Regions from separate parts of the Mus musculus genome. Here all the other regions are linked to region 2. Evidence: chromatin contacts called from public promoter capture Hi-C data. All regions are on one chromosome and are shown on one strand. Each heading gives the region's core, a stretch centred on a gene start, on an enhancer-like site or on the middle of the called end of the contact. The rest is flanking DNA. Distances are from core to core; before and after follow the strand shown.

Region 1 (3,731 bases), core at 305-2,804, 220 kb before region 2:
GAGAAATCCTGTTTTGAAAAACCAAACCAACAACCTCTCCCCTCCTCCCATACCCCCCCAAAAAGAGCCAGTCTGCTCAAGAGAAGACCCATCTCCACTGTGTTGCTTTGCTTTTTTGTTTTTGATTTGAGATAGTTTCATGTAACCCAGGCTAGACTTGAATTATGTAGCAGCTTTGAAAGAAATGATACATATTATGAGACTGAAGTCAGGAGAGCAGTTTCTGCTTCTTTTGTTGCTGAAATGTATCATTTGTTCCTTCTTCATTCATTCATTCATTCATTCAGTCTTCACAAGTATGCTGTCAGTGCCTCCAGCCAGCATGCTGGATACTGCTTCGCCGCCACTCAACATACATTCAGGGACACATAGCTGTTTGTAGTCTCAGGTCTACCTAGCTTACAGCCTGGACTGGCCCCTACATTGAGTACCTCAGTAAGGTGTTCCCCTGTCACCATACACAGCTCAGTTCCCAGCAGCCTGAGGTTTTGGGTTTGTGCCAGGCCTTTATGGGCGGTGCTAGTGGAGATCTTAATTAATACTGGTTAATTACCAGGTGGTGCTTAACAATCCCAATACCCTTCAGGTTCCCAAGCTCACGAGTTGCTGGCTGGTTCCGGCAGGGAGAGGGAGAACAGTATTCTCGCTGGCTCTTTGGCCAGCACCTAGGCTGGATATTCCAGAAAGGTCTGTAACTTCTTTTGTTCAAGTTTGGTGACAGGAGGAAACAAGTTGAGGAACAGCAGGTGCCTCTCTAGTTCACCTCTGCCCTCTTCCCAAAGGCAAAAGACAACACGGTCTGTGGTCTGCTCAACTTCACCAAGTAGTGTGGCCCAGGGTTGAGTGGGGAGGAAGGAGGACTCTAAGTCTAGGCCTGAAGACCAAGATGGAAGTGTCCAAAAGGAGGAACAAGCCCCGAGGTCTGTCCAGCTCCTGGCATTATTCTGCTTTCTTACTGCCCACAATCGGCTGAGCGAGCTCTTTCAGGGTTATTTCTCTGCTTGAGGCTCACAAGTGACTATCTCACTGAAACTTTTACTTCCTACAAAGCCTTCCCCCTTTGACATCTCACGACGTCATATTAGACTCCTTAGGACCTCAGGCAGTCAGGCACGCATCGTTCTACCTGTCAGTCAAGGTGGTTCTTCTGACTTGACTAGGTCTTTGTTCCTGTTGTACAGGACTTTCCTCCAGATCGTTCTCTGGGCAAACCTGCTCAGTACTTTAGGCTTAGCATTAATGTCGTTCCCTAGAGTAAGCCCTCTGGCCCTCCACTAGAGCAGGGGTCAAGGTGAGGTGGTCCTGTGTCACTTCAGTGACCCTGGCACTCCTTTAAGAGGCTCGCAGCATGCTCCGAAAGCATGAGTGAAAGGTTTTTGTGACCAGGCGAGACGCACTAACCAGCCCGCCTCGCAGCCGGGCCACTCTTTCCTCATCTCCGGGGCCTCCCGCACCTTGACCATGGGCTGCTCCGAGAGCGGGAGGCTCAGCGGCGCACGCGCACTCTGGGCCAGCTCCTGGCCGGGGACGCGCACGCCCGCGGCCGCGTGCGTCACAACCCGGGCGCCTGCCGCGCCCGTCCAGCTTGCCTGCCCGGCGGTCCCCGCGGCGGCGGCGGCGCGGCGGCGGCAGCGGCGGCGGCTGCGGCCGGGTGACAACAGCAGCGGCGCCAGGCTGGCTTGCTAGCGGAAGGGTCGCGCGGCCCGCACAACAAACTCAGACCCGGCCAGAATAAGGCGCGACGCGAGGAAGGCCGAGACGGGCCGCGCGGGAGACCGCGGGCGCGGAGTGACAGGCCGGCGTGAGGGAGCGCGCAGGTTGCAGCCGCCGGCCGCCCGGACCCGCCGGGCCCCTCGGACGTCGCAGGCATGAGCCACATCCAGATCCCCGCGGGGCTCACGGAGCTGCTGCAGGGCTACACCGTGGAGGTGCTTCGGCAGCAGCCGCCCGACCTCGTCGACTTCGCGGTGGAGTACTTCACACGCCTGCGCGAGGCCCGCCGCCAGGAATCAGACACGTTCATCGTCTCCCCGACGACCTTTCACACGCAGGAGTCCAGCGCAGTCCCCGTCATCGAGGAGGACGGGGAGAGTGACTCGGACTCGGAAGATGCCGATCTGGAAGGTAGGCGGGCGGGGCAAGGCCGAGGTGCGATGTGGGCACCGAGTGAAGGGTTCAGGGAGGGACCCGAGGGCCGACCAGGGGTGCCCTGGGCTCGGCTCCCGGCCTTACCCTGGGCCGAGACCCGAGAGCTCTCCAGCCCAGCTGCTTGGGTTCCCCGGCGTGTGAGCATTCCAAATTGAGCTCCGCGGTTCTCTGAGCCCGAGCGTTCACGGAGAGTGATTTGTCAGATTCTGCCTTGAATGAAGCGTGCGCGTTCTTTGGTCCGCGTGGTGGCGCGGAGCTTGAGTCGGTCCCGCCAGAAGCTGCTCTGCCTCTTTGCCTTAGACCCCATAGCCTGCTTGCTTTCCGAAGACAAGAGCACCAGCACCCGGCAGCTCGCCCCGAATAAACCGGATGATCATTTCATTTGCAAAGAATTCCGTTTTGGAAGAGTTATTGCTGAAAACTGTTGGAGACGAGGCCGATCGCCTTGATTAAGCAGGAACTCAGTAGGTAGTTCAAGCTGACCTCGAACTTGGGGTCAACTATCTACCTCTGCCTCAATGAAAACCTTATAAGCATACACATAAGAGGAACGATGAGCTGAGCCCCTCCCTAAATGCTGTCACTCACATTCAGTAGCTGAACCTCCTCCCCCAATACTGCCTGCCGCTCACATTCAACAGTTATCAATATTTTCACTATTGTTTTACCTATATATATATTTCCTCTCTCCCTTTGCTCAAGTATGTAAAGGAAATTTCAGTTATGCCATTTTATTCGTGTCCAGTTAATTATGCGTTCCTCCTTCTCTTCCTCCTCCTCCTCCTCCAAGTTTCGATATGGTTAAAACAATTGAATCAAACTGGCGAGCATAATCAATACCTCGATTCCAGTGTTGATTGCAGGGAAGTATACAAGTAACATTCTACTCATTTGATTTAAGTAAGACTGTCAAAGAGCAATTTTATTTCCTCGGTTGCTTCCACTTATGCTTTATTAACATAATAGAGTTAGCCTGCTTTAATTGTTTTAATTTTAATTAATCCCCCCCCCCTTTTTTTTGAGACAAAGTCTCACTGTGTAGCCTTGGATGATGTAGACCAAATTGGCTTTGACCTCATGAGATCTGCCTGCCTCTGCCTCCTGAGTAGTGCTGGGATTAAAAATGGGCAATCTATGCCCAACACCGGCAGATTTATTTTTCTTTATGTGTTTGTCTATCTGCCTCATGTATATGCATACTATATTAGGCAGCTCTCAGGCCAAAAGAGGATACAGATGGTTGAAAGCCACCATGTAGGTGCTGGGAATTAAAACAGCATTCCTTAGAAGAGCAGCCTGTGGCTTTAAGCACTGAGCCATCTCACTAGCCCTTTTATTTTCTGTTCCAGCGCTGAGCCTCCCTTCAGAGTATTAATGAGCGCAGGACTCCCACTTGGAATAATAAACTCTGGAGTTGGATGACAGCGATGGCTATCTTTTTGTCAGCTTTGCTGTGTTGCAAGGTTGTTTGCAGACTCCTGGCTCCTGCCTGCAAGTGTTCTTCCCTCTTTAACTTTTCTTTGGTTGCCTTCTGCTTTTGGTTGGATTTTGTACTTGCAACTGTTCCTTATTTGGCTATGCTA
Region 2 (3,527 bases), core at 317-2,816:
TCTGCTGTGGCATGGTCAGGGTGTGGCTGGGGTGTCGAGTGGTCTTCAGCACAGACTCCCAATCCTTCTTATAAACCCTAAGGTAGACAGAACTAGGGTGTAAGATTTGGGGAGATCAGGGACAGGCAGAGAGCAAGCTGAGTCGGGCAGCGGTGGCACCCAGGATGGGTTAGTATTTTATAAGCTTAAGGTTCTCTTCAGTTTTACAGACAGTCCTTTAGCTCTAGCTGGGAAAAAATAAATGGAATCAAAACTGTAGATCAGGACAGAGCCATTCTCGGGGATAAACCCGGTTAAGAGGCAGGGTGAAGTTGGTGTTTCTGAGAGATGTGGCGTGAACCCCTGAGCTCCCAGCTAAAGAACAGAGCCATTCACATGGTCTGCTGCTGGATTTAAAAGTCAGGGTTATGAACTGCTTACTCATAGAGCACTGAGATCGGCAGAGCATGTCAGTCAAGAAGCGGCTGACTTCAGGCATAAAACAGCAACATGAGTTGGTCCCTTGGGCCACTGACCCCGTGATGGGAGGGATAGGGCAGTGGGCTCCTAAGCAGTAAAAGGGAGGGTAGCCTCATGGGTTGCCTGGTGGTTACACATGGGAATGCCCAGAGAATGCAATACCCACATTTCCTGCCCAGAACTCATGAACTTCACTATTCATCAGGTACGCTCCAGGCGCGGTGCTAGGTACCGGGCAAGTTCCCAACTGTAGATAGAGGCTTCCTGACCTCCAAATCACCCAGGCACCCTTGCCTGGGCCTATTTATCGTGGCTTTTGCCCGTGTCTGGCACCAGAGTGTTTACAAGCCATCTGAGCTCCCGCCAAAACGCAGAGGAGGAAGGCAGTGCTTTTTGTTCATCTGTTCTGTCACGCTCCATTCTGGCACTGGGTCTGGGTGCTCGGTAAATATTGTTTGAATGAAGACCTGGAGCCAGAGGCAGACCTCAAACAAGAACTTGTCAGGCTGGCCTCGGATGGGTTCTAGGAGGAAGCCGGTATGTTTTTATAGTTTGAGAATAAAGATGATTATGTAGGTAGCCAGAAATGCTCTAAAGAAAATCGGGTGGGGGTCAATGCTAGAGGAGAAAGGACTCTACCACCAAGGTAGTCATGGAGGGGTGACGGCAGTATGTGAGGCTCTCTCTAACCTTGGAAAGGTGACTTTCTAGGAGGGAAGCCATGCTCTTTCAGCACAAGGAAGGGTGGTGAGGGAGGTCTGAGTGAGGCAAGGACAGCAGCCAGCAGAAAACTTCAAGGAAGCCACACTTGGAAGTGCTTGCAGAGTGGAGCTGAGCTGGGTTTCGGAAGCTTCCCTGTGCTCTGTTTTACCAGCGTGGCAGTTGCTAGCCGAGTGGAGAACATTGGACCCTAAAGGCAGCAGGGTGCTTAGATTAGGGAAGGATGATAGGAGGGTTGGAGTCCATCTCCCCACTTCCCATCATCTGGCCAAGCTGTATTTTGAAAGGCCATGGGCCCAGCTGGAACCTGCTGCTGCCTCAGAGCTGGGCCTGCTCTTGGGGGAGGGGTGTTTGCCCGTTGCCAAGGTACCAGGGTTCCGGCTCCTCGAAGTGTTAACAGTCATGCTGTACACATTGCTCTTAGTGCCATCGCTGTTCCTGTTGGTGATGCCTGTCCCTAGCCAAGGCTGGTCTAGGCCCCTCTGGTACCAAGTAGGGCTGGACTTGCAGCCCTGGGGCTGCCAGCCAAACAGCCCAGATATCTGGGGCTGCCAGCCAAATAGCCTGGATAGCTGCAAGAACAGTCTGGGTTGCCCTGGCTACTGGTTGGGCCTGGGAGGAAATCGCATCTACCCCGTGGCTGGGGTCACAATCACCACCACCATGTTGCTGGTTGTCAGCCGTGTGATAGTGCACCGATGGCGAGCTAAGGTTGCTAAGGGTCAGGTGAGCACAGCTCCACTCTGTCCTCTGCAGTTCCTGCTTCTGCTCATGCCCCCTGGGCCATGCCTCCCACTCAACCTTCTTCCTATCACCCTGGCTTAGGGCCTGTGGGCTTCCTGTCTGATCCTGTCCTCCTCCCTGTGACCTGTTCTTGCATCTCCACAGAACCTATGTCTACAACCAATCCATCCCTATCATTCCTTAGGACTAGTCCTCTGGTCCATCTGTCCCCATTCCCATTCTTCATCCAGCCACCATGGGCCCCAGGGCCACCTAGCCTCTGGAGACCCAGTGACCTATTCCCCTGTCCCCCCATCCTCTTTGACACTTCCCCACATCCCTTCTCTCTAGCTCCACTCTCACGCTGGTCCCTGGCCCTCCTCCACCCTCACACTGGTCCTATATTTCAGCTCCCAGCAGTGACCTCCAGCTCCGGCAAACACTGGAAAGAGCAGCCCACTGTCTCAGACCGCACGCTGGTCCTCAGGGTCCTTCACATGCTGGACGCCATCCTGCTCCACATTGAGGGCCACCTGCAGGGGCTGGCTTCCCAACAACAAATTCAAATAAAAGGGTCCCCCCCTCAGTCTGGGTGACCCAATATATGCTTCTCTTTCTCCGATTGTTGTCAAAGATCAGCTCTGACGTTCAGGGTAAACGGAGACAGGGCATAGGAATGCTCTTCTTTTTTGGTCCCACAAAAGAGATCAGTGAAAAAAAAAATTCTACTCTAGCTTATATATCCCAGCAAAATCTTTTAAGCAGTATAGAAATAATATGATTACATTCTATTTTTCTTTTAGTGAATGATTATAAAACAAAACAAAACAGTAGGTTCCTCAATATCTTTACATGAAAAAACATTTTGCATATTACAGGTTAAAAAAAAAACCAGAAATTATTCCCAAGAACCCACATACATCTGTAACTAAGCAACTTGTTATAGATTAGTGTGGTGTGAGCAAGCAAGGTAAGTTTCTCAGCCAGTTTGTCTAACTGGCAGGCAGCATTTCGTGATTACAAAGAAAGAATCTATTTTATTATTTATCTTAAGTAATCCTATAACTATTTAAAAGAATCACAAATCTAAACTTTTATATAAAAAACTACTTGAAGACCTCAGAATGCACAATAGCAATTTTTATTAAATCATATCAGGAAGCTGAGGGCAAAAATGGATACAAGAAATGAATCATCACCAGTCCAGCCTCCAATCTAGCTAGATTGTTCTTGTTCTCTGACCTCAAAAAGTCCCCAGCTCAATTATTAAGAGTGTGTTTTTCTGAACTTCAAATTGTTTCCTAAGATTTTCTACATCAGAGCCAGTAGCAAAAACATCTCAAGCTAAGTTCACTAGCAGTTTGTTTTTCCAAATGCTAAGGGTGGCAGTCATTGCTGACAATCTCCATCTCTAAGTTCTTCCTTCTCCAGGCCGTGATAGAACCATAACCTGCTCCAGCAGCAATGCCTGAGAGAGATCAGGCATTAGCACTGTGAGTGCCAGAGATACGGCCCAGCGAGGGACTGGAAGCCCCTTTGAATTTTCATATAATTCTTAAGAGGGATGTGAGAGCCAGACAGTGGTGGCACCCGCCTTTAATCCCAGCATATGGGAGGCAGAGACA
Region 3 (3,403 bases), core at 582-3,081, 160 kb before region 2:
AAAGAGAAGACTGGATTGGTAAGAGACACAGACTCCTCAGGAATTCTCGTCCTCGTTTCACATCACTTGAAACTGAAAGACCCACAACGTGAGGACTCCCCCACGTTCTGACTCAGGAGAGGCGACACCCCAAAATCACCCACAAGAAACGGGTCTTGCTGCAAATTGCAAGAGGATTTTTATTCAAGAGCGCTCTCGGGCCCATGGTCATACACCACGCAGGGGTAGAGGACCGTGGCGCCCCGAGTAGCTGGGTAAGGGGGTATTTAAAGGAAGAAACCGAAACTCAAGGAAGTGGGGAGGGCGTTGTTGGAAGATACCAAAGATACCAGTTAAGAGTCACAAGGAAGTGTAAAGTTACAAGAGTCACAAGGAATACCTGGTAATTGTTAACTCTCAAGACAGCTTCTAAGAGCCCCTAACAATAGCACATTTGCATTGCAGGTTCTGGGTGACTTTCTTTGAATGAGCACTCTTTGAACCCAGGAAGCGGGTGGGTCGCTATCTCTTTTATGATTAGCATACCTTTACAAAGGCCACATTCCCAAGCCTGGGCCTAAAGGCCTAGAATTCTGTTTTTACGTTGTTGTACTTTCAAAACTTGACAACGGTTGGCCAGAGATGCGCTTTTGGCCGAAGTTGCTTTCTGTTCAGACAGGTGGCCAAGAATCAAGTTTTCTTGTGGGTGTCCATTTTGTGTGACCTTGAGCTGCAGCTCTGCAGTTTTCCACTTCGGTCAGCAGGGGGCAGGCTATCCCTGACTCCCTTTGGGCTCTTGGCCTTCTATCCTAGAACTGCAGCCAATCCCAAGTGAGAAACTCAATCTCATCCAAGTCTCAAGTCTCCATCAGCCTCCAAATCTCAGCTCAGATCCCAAATGAGAGACAGTTCCCCAGGCAACCACAGCCTCGAGCAGAGCACAGTGGGAAAACGTGTCCCTCAGACCTTGGCGTTTAGGTCACCATCCCAAGCTCCTGGCGGACGCTGCCCAAAGGACAAAAGGGAATTCTGATCTGGGCCTCAGATTGCCCCTCTGGGAAACCACATACTTACCAGAGGGTAGCTATCCGTTCTGCCCTAGCTTGTTTTGTTTTGTTTTGGTTTGGTTTTGGTTTTGGTTTTCGAGACAGGGTTTCTCTGTAGCCCTGGCTGTCCTGGAACTCACTTTGTAGACCAGGCTGGCCTCGAACTCAGAAATCCGCCTGCCTCTGCCTCCCAAGTGCTGGGATTAAAGGCGTGTGCCACCACACCCGGCCTGCCCTAGCTTTGCCTAGACCCTTGCCCTATCAGCTGGTGACTTTAGTAAAGGTTAGTTAGGGTCCAGGGGCTGGTTTGTTTGCTCCTTGTGCTCTGCTCAAGACTGGAATGTTCTGGATCATAGCAAAACCAGCCCCCACTGCCTGATACAGAGTGGACCTTCTAATAGTTAACCAAACAAGCTAGTTTTACTAAATAGAAGGCCAGGCTCAGGGTCAGCAAGAGAACTCAATGGGTAAAGGTTGTCAAACCTAACAAGCTGAATTTAGTTCTCTGCAAGAATTTATTCCTGCAAATTGTCCTCCGACCTTCACTCCCCATCCCTCTGTGTGTGTGTGTGTGTGTGTGTGTGTGTGTGTCATTAACTCATATATCTCTCCCATCCATTCCTATACAAAATTTAAAACCTTAAAAATGTATTTAAAAAAACAACAACGCAAAGGCCTGGCACACAGTGTGAAGGCAGGGGCGCATTGAGAGTGTGGGTGGAATTGGGGCTCACAGACTGGGCATCCATCCAGCACAATGGGAATCTTTCAGCTGGCCCCTCAGGGCTGTGTGCTGCCTGGAAGCACTGGGGACATTGGGGACATTGGGGACACAGTGTGCATGTCTAAGATGTGCTGGGAACCGCCTCCACCCTGGCCCTGTGGAACACTTTTCTTGGTAATTTTCCTGTTTTGTTCTGGGAGAATATCCTAGCGATGATTTACAGCAGCCAGCTCCCTTCCTGAATGACCCATGATCTGTAGCTGTGGAGAGGGATGGGCTCAGAGGAGACACGAATATCACTTCCAGCCCCAGTGAGGACACTGTGTCTCTAGCCTTGAGTTGTGTGTCTGATGCCAGGTACCAGAGACCCAGGGCAGACTTTACACCATGAGGACTGGGAGGAAAGGCACAAATTTAGGAGCATAAAGGGAAGGGGATTCTGATAAATGACAGGTCCCAAGTCAATATTACCTCCTTCCAGGCTCAGATACTAGCAAAGAGGGGTGCTTCTTAAGTCCCCAGATACAGCCAGAAAAGGGCAGAGAGCAGCAGCCTAACACACCAGCCCAGAGACCAGATTTGATCTCACCAGACTCTGAAGATCTCCTTCAGTATCTGCTAGCCATCCTTCTCCAGGGTCCTGAAGGCCACGCGTAACATCTTGTACCCCTACCATGATGCCGCTAATGACCTTATCATGTTTGCAGGGGCAGAAACCAAGCCATGTGCTGCCAGTGTCAGAATCCTCTGTATCTGCTAACGATCCTATAGCTCCTGCTCCAAGACTCGGCCTCCTTCTTGACACCATCCTGGAGACTTGCTTGTGAGTGCCACGCCATTACCCCTGTCACCTCTCACTCTTTCCACACCCTATCCATGCCTCCCCAAAGACTTTTAGTGACAACCAGTGTGTGTGCCAGCTGAGCGATGCGCATCTCTCCGGTTTCCTTCCCCATCCCGATCACTCTCCTCTTGAGCAGCTGCAATAGACAGAAGCCGCAGGGGTCTGGGATCTCCCTTCTCCTTCCCCAAGAACAGGGATGGCTTGGAGTTTTATCGCCACCAGGCTGCAGGGCCATCTTAGACATAGGTGCTCCTCGGTTCTGTCCCCTACTCTCTGTCAACAGCAGCCGCAGTCCACAGTGGTCCCATTAACCCCACTGCTCTCTCACTCTTGGCCTTCATTCTGGCTCCTAGCCCCAGTTTTAGTCATTCTTCAGGTCACTGGGTAGGGTGAGTGGTGCAGGCTATCAGTGTCTATACAACTATCGTTTGTATCTACATATCTTTTTGAATGGGATGCCATGTCACCCTGGGGGTGGCCTTGAAATCACAATTGTCCAACCATGGCCTTCTGAGCCTGCTGCTCCCTTCTAACTCATCCTCCTCCATCTGCTCTTCTTTTCTTCTTCCTCCCACCCCCCCCCCACCGCCTCCTGTTGAGATGGAGACTTGGCTATGCAACTCTGCCTGGTTTGGAACTCACTATGTAGACCAGGCTGGCTGTCCCCAAACTCACAGAGATCCACCTCCACCTGCCTCTGTCTCCTGAGTGCTGGAGTTAAAGGTTAAAGGCATGGCACTACAATCTCTCTCTCCCCCTCCCCCCTCCCTCTCCTACTCCCACTCCCCCTCCCCCTTTCCCCCTCTTCCC

What was found. Promoter capture Hi-C pulls out the DNA fragments that hold promoters and counts their contacts.
Region 1: a contact with region 2 is called in a promoter capture Hi-C map of the HPC-7 cell line. The contact joins the promoter of Prkar2a here to the promoter of Tmem89 in region 2. A contact is called at or near these places in 7 of 39 promoter capture datasets (the 3T3-L1 cell line, the HPC-7 cell line, cranial neural crest and 3 more), 4 of 115 datasets of contacts at active chromatin or transcription factors (acute myeloid leukemia, embryonic stem cells and pancreatic cancer cells) and 1 of 9 other capture datasets (embryonic stem cells).
Region 3: a promoter capture Hi-C map of hippocampal neurons shows a contact between it and region 2, with 2.6 times the contacts expected there. The contact joins the enhancer-like site here to the promoter of Tmem89 in region 2. A contact is called at or near these places in 8 of 39 promoter capture datasets (the 3T3-L1 cell line, hippocampal neurons, liver and 3 more), 1 of 484 Hi-C or Micro-C datasets (bone marrow-derived macrophages), 1 of 115 datasets of contacts at active chromatin or transcription factors (embryonic stem cells) and 2 of 9 other capture datasets (adipose tissue and embryonic stem cells).

What each region holds. Positions count from the first base shown.
Region 1 is chr9:108,690,589-108,694,319 of GRCm38.p6, forward strand. Prkar2a (protein kinase, cAMP dependent regulatory, type II alpha) reads left to right here and starts at 1,555. Exons shown (of 11, transcript NM_008924.3): 1 at 1,555-2,124. The coding sequence starts at 1,869.
Region 2 is chr9:108,913,053-108,916,579 of GRCm38.p6, forward strand. It overlaps Tmem89 (transmembrane protein 89), which reads left to right and starts at 1,567. Exons shown (of 2, transcript NM_027066.1): 1 at 1,567-1,905; 2 at 2,313-2,511. The coding sequence starts at 1,582. The coding sequence ends at 2,498.
Region 3 is chr9:108,752,745-108,756,147 of GRCm38.p6, forward strand. No RefSeq gene overlaps it. Among named protein-coding and RNA genes, the nearest start is that of Gm24259, 16 kb to the left of the region's middle. Within about 2 kb of position 1,832, at least 39 of the 459 cell types and tissues checked have an H3K27ac peak or open chromatin away from gene starts, as enhancers often do. A contact at or near this core is called in adipose tissue, embryonic stem cells and hippocampal neurons, where this site is marked.